Regions from separate parts of the Zea mays genome. Here region 1 is linked to region 2. The links are chromatin contacts, called in public Hi-C maps. All regions are on one chromosome and are shown on one strand. Each heading gives the region's core, a stretch centred on a gene start, on an enhancer-like site or on the middle of the called end of the contact. The rest is flanking DNA. Distances are from core to core; before and after follow the strand shown. Region 1 holds the start of LOC100193443 (calcineurin subunit B). Region 2 has its middle 17 kb from the start of LOC103653306.

The links. A called contact is a pair of places that touch in the nucleus more often than the background predicts.
Region 1: a Hi-C map of tassel shows a contact between it and region 2, with 3 times the contacts expected there. The contact joins the promoter of LOC100193443 here to the enhancer-like site in region 2. A contact is called at or near these places in 3 of 25 Hi-C or Micro-C datasets (ear, leaf and tassel).

What each region holds. Positions count from the first base shown.
Region 1 is chr4:62,838,008-62,843,344 of Zm-B73-REFERENCE-NAM-5.0, forward strand. It overlaps LOC100193443 (calcineurin subunit B), which reads left to right and starts at 3,889. Exons shown (of 6, transcript NM_001138562.3): 1 at 3,889-4,085; 2 at 4,178-4,302; 3 at 4,509-4,605; 4 at 4,706-4,815. The coding sequence starts at 4,016.
Region 2 is chr4:62,483,614-62,488,297 of Zm-B73-REFERENCE-NAM-5.0, forward strand. No RefSeq gene overlaps it. Among protein-coding and RNA genes, the nearest start is that of LOC103653306, 17 kb to the right of the region's middle. Within about 2 kb of position 2,613, at least 17 of the 20 cell types and tissues checked have an H3K27ac peak or open chromatin away from gene starts, as enhancers often do. A contact at or near this core is called in ear, leaf and tassel, where this site is marked.

The sequences.
Region 1 (5,337 bases), core at 2,639-5,138, 360 kb after region 2:
ACTTGGTGTAGACTCCCTCTTCTCTTCTTTCGTCGCCTTGAATGTGACGGGTTGCACCTCGGGTGTGGAGGTGGTGCCTTGCTCCAAGTTGACGATGTGTTTGGAATCTTTGATCATTAGCTCAAAGCTCACAAACTTACCAATCACTTCCTCGGGAGATATTAGCTTGTATCTAGGATCCCCACGTATTAATTGAACTTGAGTAGGATTGCGAAATACGAGGGATCTAAGAATAACCTTGACCATTTCATGGTCATCCCATTTGGTGCTCCCGAGGTTGCGCACTTGGTTCACCATGGTCTTGAGCCGGTTGTACATGGCTTACGGCTCTTCTCCTTTGTTGAGGACGAACCAACCGAGCTCCCCTTCGATCGTCTCGCGCTTGGTGATCTTGGTCACCTCGTCCCCTTCGTGCGCAGTCTTTAGCACGTCCCAAATTTCTTTGGCGCTCTTTAACCCTTGCACCTTGTTATACTCCTCCCAACACAAGGAGGCGAGGAGTATAGACGTGGCTTGGGAGTTAAAGTGTCTAATTTGGGCGGCCTCGTCCGATTCATAGTCCTTATCCCCTACCTATGGTACCTACGCTCCAAATTCAACTATATCCCAAATGCTTTCATGGAGTGAGGTTAGGTGATGCCTCATTTTATCACTCCACATACAATAATCTTCACCATCAAAATATGGTGGTTTGCCTAAGGGAACGGAAAGTAAAGGAGCGCGCTTAGAAATACGGGGATAGTGAAGTGGCATGTTACTATACTTATTGCGCTCATGGTGCTTATAGGCGACATACGAGTCAGAGCTTCATGACATGGAGGGTGATGAAGAGTCGGTCTCGTAGTAGACCACCTTCTTCATCTTCTTCTTCTTGTCACCCTTCCGATGCGTCTTGTTGGAGGAAGAGGATTCCTCCTTATGCTTGTGGCCGGACTCCCTTGAAAGGGTTCTCCCCGAGCTTGCGGGCTTGTTTCCGGTCACGATCTCCCTCTTGGCGTGATCTCCCAACATCACTTCGAGTTGTTAGAGGGGGGTTAGCCAATACCAATTGAAAGTCGCCTAGAGGGGGGGTGAATAGGCGTAATCTGAAATTTACAACTTTAAACACACACTACAAGCCGGAGTTAGCGTTAGAACTTAAATCAAGTCCGGGATAGAGGAGAAAACAAATCAAATGGAAAACAAGCAGATGAACACGGTGATTTGTTTTACCAATGTTCGGTTCCAAAGAACCTAATCCCCGTTGAGGTGGTCACAAAGACCGGGTCTCTTTCAACCCTTTCCCTCTCTCAAACGGTCACTTAGACTGAGTGAGCTTTCTCCTTAATCAAATGGGTCACTTAGACCCCACAAGGACGACCACACACTTAGGTGTATCTTGCTTTGATTACAAGTCTCTTAGGAACAAGAATGAGGAAGGAAGAAAGCGATCCAAACAACAAGAGCGCAAATGAACACGAACACACTCTCTCTCAAGTCACTAGGTTGTTGGAATGAATTTGGGACTTGGAGAGGCTTTGATCTTTTGATTTGTCTCTAGGAGTGAATGCACTAGCTCTTGTATTGAATGAAAACTTCAGAAGACTTGGATGCTTGGAGTTGTGGTGGTTGGGGTTATTTATAGCCCTCAACCACCAAGAAGCCGTTGGGGAAGGCTGCTAGCGATGGGTGCACCGGATAATCAGGTGCGCCACCGGACAGATCCTGTTCACTGTCCGATGCGCCGCCACGTCACCCAACCGTTAGGGTTCAGAGTGAAGTCGATCGTTGGAGCTTTGTCTCCTTGCGGCACCGGACAGTCCGGTGCCACCGGACAGGTCTTGTTCGCTGTTCCGTGCGCCTCTGAATCTGCGGCTCTGACTCTGCACGCACTGTTCCTCTGTCAGCAGCTTTTGCAATCGACCGTTGCGCAAATTAGCCGTTGCTCCGCTGGTGCACCGGACAGTCCGGTGAATTATAGCGGAGTGCGCCTGCGGAAACCCGAGAGTGGCTGGTTGGACACAATACGGTCCTGGTGCACCGGACACTGTCCGGTGGCACACCGGATAGTCCGGTGCGCCAGACCACAACACACTTGGTTTCTTTTGCTCCTTTGATTTTGATCCCTAATTTGAATATTTATTGGTTTGTGTTGAACCTTTATGCACCTGTAGAACATGTACTCTAGAGCAAACTAGTTAGTCCATATATTTGTGTTGAGCATTCAACCACCAAAATTAATTGTGGGAAAAGGTTAACCCTATTTCCCTTTCAGCTGCTCTACCACCTCCAAGATTATTTGATCATTATATACCTTTGCTACCAGGGTCTGTGCCAGTTAATACAAGACTTTGCAGATACTCTCCTTTGCATAAAACCGAGATTGAAAGGCAAGTGGCAGAGCTATTGCAAGCTAGACTTATTCTTCCAAGTGTTAGTCCTTTTGGCTTACATGTTCTTTTGGTTCAAAATAAGGATGGGACTTGGAAATTTTATGTGGATTATCGAAAATTGAATGACATGACTATAAAGAACTGATTTCCTATGACTTTGGTGGGTTAAATCTTGGATGAGCTAGCATGAACATAATATTTCTCTATCCCTGATATGACAGCTGGGTACCATCAGATCAGGCTGGGTGAGAAGGATGAACTAAAAACAGCTTTTAAAACCCATCATGGGCACTACCAGTTTCGAGTAATGCCTTTTGGGCTTACTAATGCCCCAGCAACTTTTCAATGTGCCATGAACTCGATTTTGGAACCATGCCTTAGAAAGTTTATAATGGTGTTTATAGATGATATCTTGGTGAATAGTCCCAGATTTCAAGACCATTTACACCATTTGAGGCGAGTGTTCACCATTTTGAGGCAACATCAGTTTTATCTCAAGAAGTGTGCCTTTGCTAAGGTAGAGTTGCAATATTTGGGCCACATTATTTCCAAGGAAGGTTGGCTACTGACCCTTCTAAAACAGAAGCAATGGGGAGATGTCTAGTCCCTACCTTTGTTACAGAGTTGGGGAGGGGTGTGCCTGATGGGATATTATAGGAAGTTTGTTAGGCATTTTGGTACTTTGGCAAAGCCTCTAACCAGATTACTCGAAGGCAAGAAAGTATGACACTAGATTGAAGAAGCCCAACAAGCCTTTGTAAGTTTGAAGCAAGCCATGACTCAGACCCTTGTACTTGCTTTGCCTCGGTTTGATGTGGGTCTTGTGGTAGAAACTGATGCATGCGATGAAGGGATATGAGCTATTTTGATGCAAGAGGATAGACCATTAGCTTTTTTGAGTAAAGATTTGGGAGTGAAGAATAAGCAGTTGTCTATCTATGGGAAGGAGTTTTTGGCACTAATCATGGTAGCTGACAGGGGGCGACCTTATTTGCAGAGGTCTCAGTTCATTATTAAAACTACTCTTTTGTACACAATTCTAAACTGTAAACCCATCAAATTTGTCATGGCTAACCCTAAACCAAAGTATTCCGTGTGCATGGCCTACTTCATGTCAAAAACTTCTTTTTATCAATACTCAAAAGTACTAATTTATTTTGTATAGAAACCTATTGACAACATTAAAAAAAATTACAATTACATACCAACTTGTAGCCACGAAAAGGAGCAAAATATTTGTTTCTGTTGAATTAAAAGGAAAAATAAGAAGGACGACAACTATGGTAGTTGAGATAAAAAATAATTTTATAACCATTACAAGAGGTAGGAATATAGGGAAGGAATCTTGACGAGAAAAATGAAATATTAGATAAATTTAGGGGAACAATTGCGGACAGTTTAAGCGCTCCATGATGTATATGGCCTTATTACGCAGCCCGTTCAAACCTTTTCTCGAATAATACGGCCCATGGCACATCGATTTGGGTCACGGTATCGGCCCATGTTCAAAAACTCCAATGGTTCAATTTCTTATGTCACGTCCAGATTGGGAATTCCATCACGCCTCGTCCTCTCCGTCCCGACCAGAATCATCGCTTCTTCCTGCTCCGGCGATATCCGCCGCCGCCTGCGGTCCGGCCGAGATGGGGAGCACTTCCTCTATGCTCACCCAATACGATATCGAGGAGGTCCAGGACCATTGTAACCACGCATGTCAGTCGCTAACTCTGACACCTAATTCGCTCCCCTGATCTGGTCTAGTCTGATCTAATCTGGTGCTTCGCCGTCGCGGCTATCGGCGCTAGTCTCGCAGCAGGAGATCGTATCGCTGTACCACCGCTTCTGCCAGCTCGACCGTAACGGTGGTGGCTTCGTCTCCGCTGACGAGTTCATGTCGGTCCCTGAGTTCGCCGTAAATCCCCTCTCCCAGGTACGGCCCCCACCCACCGCTAAACTCGCCTCACGCCACTAACCACTCTCCTCTGTTGTCGACAACATCCTTGGAGTATGCTAATGGCTAGAGTCGTAGAGACCATGCTACGTTGAGGGTTTTGGCTGGAGCATGTGAATTGTGTGCTTAAGGAGGTGTTGTTCCCTGATAATTTGCAATTGAAGGTTGCTTTGTTCTAATATCAGAGGCTCCTGAGGATGCTGGATGGGCTCAACTTCAAGGAGTTTGTAGCATTTTTGTCAGCTTTTAGCCCCCGCACAAGCCTGCAGCAAAAGATTGAATGTAGGTATTAGATTTTTATTAAACTTCTATATTATTTGTCAATATGTAGTGTGGAAATTCTTTCAAATCTTTTTTGTCTGATTTTTTATATTTTCTCCAGTTATTTTCAGGGTTTATGATACTGACTGCAACGGGAAGGTTGCTTTTGATGACATCTTGAGCATCTTGCGAGATCTGACAGGTTCATTTATGACAGAGCAACAGAGACAGGTTTGTATTCTGGATTTCTGGTTCTTTGTGTTATCACACGACATAACAAAACGAATTAATAATCTTGACTTTTCCGTCTTGAGTTTCCAAATACTGGATATACCACATGTTTTCACATATTGCTTTTAGTCTGTGATTAATTAGGGCCTGTTTGGAAGCACCTAGTTTTTTAAAAATTGGTTTATGAAAACTGAGGTGGTTCCAAATATACCAGTTTATGCCCCAGTTTATAAAAACCGGATTTCTAGTTTCTTAAAACCAAGAAGCTAGCCTCTCCTAGCTAAAACCAGTTTATGAAAGCTGAGGTGCTTCCAAAGACCACCAACCAGTTTTTTTTATAAACCAATTTCTAGAAACGGGAGATAGAAACTGGATTCTTAAAAACTAGGTCGCTTCCAAACATGGTCTGTTTGGAAACGACCTAGTTTTTAAGAATTTAGTTTCCATAAACTGGTTTATAAAAAATTGGTTAATGGTGTTTGGAACCACCTCTATTTCCATAAACTAGTTTTAGCTAGGGAA
Region 2 (4,684 bases), core at 1,363-3,862:
CTTCGGTGCAAGGCCTCCTAATTTTGTTTTTGAGATATAAGCTCGTTATGAACAAACAAACTCACTCCGTAAGGGGCTACTCTTAGGGGGCCTATTCCGCCAAAGGTCCTAATTTAACCATCAATCAGTGTAAACAAGTGTGTTTCAGGTACAATACTATCGATGAATGAAGCTAGCATGCGAACAAAGGTCTGTCAAGAAAAGCCGAAGCAGCATGCAAAGAAGCTCTGTTTATTATACGAGTGCGGCGAAGATGCAGTCTAAAGCTGACAGCCTTGGCATGAAGAGAGCTTCAAACGAGAAATAACGAGGAAGAAGAAGTCTAAGGCTTGTACAACAAGAACGAAAGAGAAAAGACAATAATGCCCTTATTATATTCATAAATCGTGTATGTAAACATCATGGGCATGCTTGTAATTTTGCACAAAGCTATACCTCTCCCCTATAAATAGGTGAACAGTGTCCTGCATAAATTCACCTCTTTGAGGACCATAGCTTCGTGTTGCTTAGCCTTCGAAGAACCTTCATGCCACCTTGTGTTAAAGAGCCAAAGGTATGCTTATAAACTCATCTGATATAAAGGAAGATGGAGTAGAAATGCTAAGGCAAATAAGATGAGTTTCATACTGTGTTCTACATTATCATTTCATTTTATTTTGTTTCTTTCACATCTCCTTTCAAAGACTTTCGTCCTTCACGCTAACACTTCGAAGAAGTGTTAAATCAAGGACGAACGCTCACATACTTAACTTGTGTTGCCTTGATATTTGATACCTTTAGGGGGATTGAAATCAAGTATCCAACATGTACGTGATTTGAATTCTGACACATATATAGTTCGCATTCGGTTTGTCTTTTAAAATTGGGTGTGGCAGCGGGGCTAGCAGTTACATCCCATCAGGTACGTGGCCCAACATGACAGGCATGCACGCCATAGCCACTATGGCTTGCATGTCCTAGCGATGAGTGTGGCTACCTATGCAACCGACACTGATGGCGGCGACACGATAACACATGACCGCCAAATCAATATGCAATACATCTCACCATAAAAAATCAATGTACAACATGCATCTAACCATAAAAATTAATCTACAACATGCATCGGACAATAGAATTTTCAAATACAACTTGCATGATATGCCATGCTTTTTTGATTCAATCTAGATTAAACATATCTAACCATAAAAAATTAATCTACAGTATATATCTAACCGTAAGAATTCAATCTAGATTAAACATATCTACTAAATTAGGCAACGACTGCTATACAAGCAGTCTTTCTGTGCAAGCGTGCAAGCAAACCATCTGATCCATTAGATTACGATCCAACCACAAATACGACCATGGTTTGTTAGGGGTTTTTTTTATAAAGATTATTGAGCTGGTGGTGGAAGGGTTTAAGTGTCAAATGTGACCCACGATTAGATCACGATCTAATGGATCAGATGGTTTGCTTGCATGCTTGCACAGAATGACTGCTTGCATAGGAGTCGTTGCCACTAAATTATGGGTTTAAAGTAGATCAAGAATGATATGCCATGCTTTTTTGATTCAACGGACGAAGGAATAACCTGTCACATAGGACAATTTGATAAGGTCCGGCGACCTGCCGTCTTTGATATAGAGAGCTGATGTAGATCAGATATGCAACAATGTTGAATAGGATCATGTTAATGACTTGTTGGACCATAACATCATGGTAGATCATAAATGTGAACCTCGAATCCTATCATCAGCAACGAAGGCGCGAGAAAGATATATAGAAGACTCATTCTTCGTTCTCGTTTTGTCACGGCACAAATAAAAAAAGACAAGAGAATTATTTATACAAACTCTTGCTTTATTATCTATTATTATTATAGGAGAGTACAAGTTTGTTAACCCTCAAACATATATTTAGATCATGTTCTAAACCTCTAGAGCTAATTATTGATCAGCTAGTAAGTTGCTATCTAGTTTTAGCTAGGTTAGAGCAACTAACAACCAATAAATATTTGAGAGGTGTAGTTAATAATTACATGGTCTATTGATGGACTTATTCTAAACCTCTTAACTAATTTTAGTTGTTAACTATTAGTTGCGAGGTTTGGACCATACGATGAGGTCCGTGAGAAGCTTGGCGTGTTTGGAAAATATAAGGGGGTAAATGTGTGTCTGGAAAATATCTGGAAACACGGATGAAATGGACCGGTCGCCGTCGCCGTCGCCGGTCACGTCATTCACACCATTTGAAGTAGAAAATAACATCGGTCGCGTCACTATTCGGCGAGGAGCAATCAAGCAAGCGGATCAGGAATCTGTGGCTCCAATTGGATCTCGGACTATAGCACCACGGCCCAGTGGGTTGCCGCAAGGCGCTGCTGCTTTATCGGCATGGACGGTGGGGTGCGTGCATGTGCTGATGTGCATGCCGATTGCGAAAGGAAACCAGGAAGACGGCGGCCGGCCGCGCTGGCTGGGTCTTATCCGCGGATTCGGGGCGATAATAATGACAAATATCGTGTGGCTGGCGGGTGGGATCTGGAATCGCCCGGGATCCTGCTCCGGCCTGTGCGTGCGGTCCCCGATCAAACGGGCTGAATAAACCATCGAACGGATACTGAGTCCTGATCCAGGCCACGATGAAGGCAGACGCGACCGGACCTCTCCCTTTTGCTGGGCCGCCACATGGCCCACACCAGTGGGCTAGAGACAATAAACAGGAAACATCCGAGCGATTGAACCTCTGCATTCTGCATTGGGTAATAACACCCTAATTTTTAAATCTAAAAAAACTATTTTAATTTATATGTCTTTTAATTAATTTATAGGAAAGATATTGATTATCTTCTAGAATTAAAATATATAAAATCATATGCTCAAACTTAAGTGATGCGTTTATGCCATTGCATTTGTTTTGTGTGAATTAAGTCCCAATTTATTTGGTTATAATTTGATTTGATTTATTAATTTAGCCTTTAGAATTTAAATCTGCAAAAAAAATAGAAAGGAATTGGAACAAAGACTGAACTCGGCCCACTAGCTTTCAGCCCAATTAGCACAACGGCGCCGGCGTCCTCTCCCGGTGACACATTGGCAGTCTGGCCCTATGTGTCAGAACTCACTCATGCACGGTTCTCCCTCACAGTTGGCTGGCGAGTGGGAAACCCTTGTCATCCCCTTCCTCCCACCCATACTGCACCATGTCGGCGAGAGCAAACTCAACTCCAACACCGTTCTAGACAAATCCTGTCCTGGCACAACTCGACCGACTGAGTCCAATGCAGATACGAGTCCGACAGAGGTCTTCCCTAACCCATACGACTTCTTTCCCTTAACTATCTGCGCCCAACTCGATATCAAGTAGAACCAAGAGTTTGCCAAGTGTTGGGACTTGCTCTCCTGGGCAAGTTGATCTAACGGGGGAGTGGAAAGGATGCAAGTAAGGTTTAACTCGAGATGGCAATTGCTCTGTTAATCTAGCCTCTCAAGGGCACTGTACGGGGGTATTTATAGGTGCCCGAGCGCCCAACATCCCGATGTAAGGACGCTTATGCCCTCAGACACCTGGATTATCCCCAGAATATTCCCATAAGGGAGGGTTACAGACTGTCATTACAGAAAAGCTATTACAAATCCGGCTCGTAACACACCTGTCCATGCGGGGCCTGTTACAATGGGCCGAATCCCACGTGGGCCTCCAGGTCGGGTGAGGACGTGGGATGGAGAGACTTCGTCGTAGGCCTTCGTCTTGCAGTGAAGAGGACGAAGGGTGGGCCGTGCCGGTCATCTTGCCTCTGTCGGTGCAGCGAGTTGACGAAGGCCTGGAGCGAAGGGTAGCGTCTTCGCCTTCGCCCCAACATTTTCCCTCCGAGGGACCAGTTCGACTGAGTCATCTGGTGTCGAAGACGTCACTAGATGGTGGAGACGCTGCCCTCACTCGAAGTGGTTCCGCGGGGGGTTTTGATATGACCGTTGACGGACGCGGTACTGTTGGACTGCGAGCTTCCCGAAGCGTCGCGCTCTGTGTATAAAAGGGGGGCGGCGCGGCTCAGGCTCTCTTACCTTTCTGTGCGCCGCAAAACCCTAGCATTTTGAAACCGTTCGCCCGCTCGCCTGCCCTCCTTGCTCCTGTTCATCGGAGATCTGGCCCGCGTCAAGCAGACCGCGCGCCGCCGCCGACGGTACGTAGCCATGTCGTCTTCTTCTTCATCCGCTATGAATACGCCGTTGGGCAAATCGTCGTCTGAGGGTACCTTCAGTGATTTGGCGGCGGTGGAGCTACACCCGGGCCACATGGTGGAATTCGGCGTTTCGAGGATCTCCTCGGTTCGCGTGCAAGACATGCAGCAGTTGGGGTATTTTGGGAACGGAGTTGGACGAGTTCCGGGGGCAGAAGAGATTCCTGAGCTGGAGGGTGAGATGGTTGTGTTCGAGGCATTTTTCACTGCCGGCCTTCGGTTGCCTGCGCATCGTTTTATGGTGGAAGTGTTGCGGAGGTATGACGTGCAGATCCATCAATTGACACCTAATGCCGTGGTGGCCCTGGCGAAGTATGTCTGGGCAGTGACTTCGTATGGCGGTCAGCCCTCCGTAGAGGTCTTCGCCAAGAATTATTGTTTGCACTGGCAGAAGAGAAAAGTTGGAAGCAAGATTGCACAGTTTGGATCATGCACCTTTACGCCGAGGACTGGGAAGACTT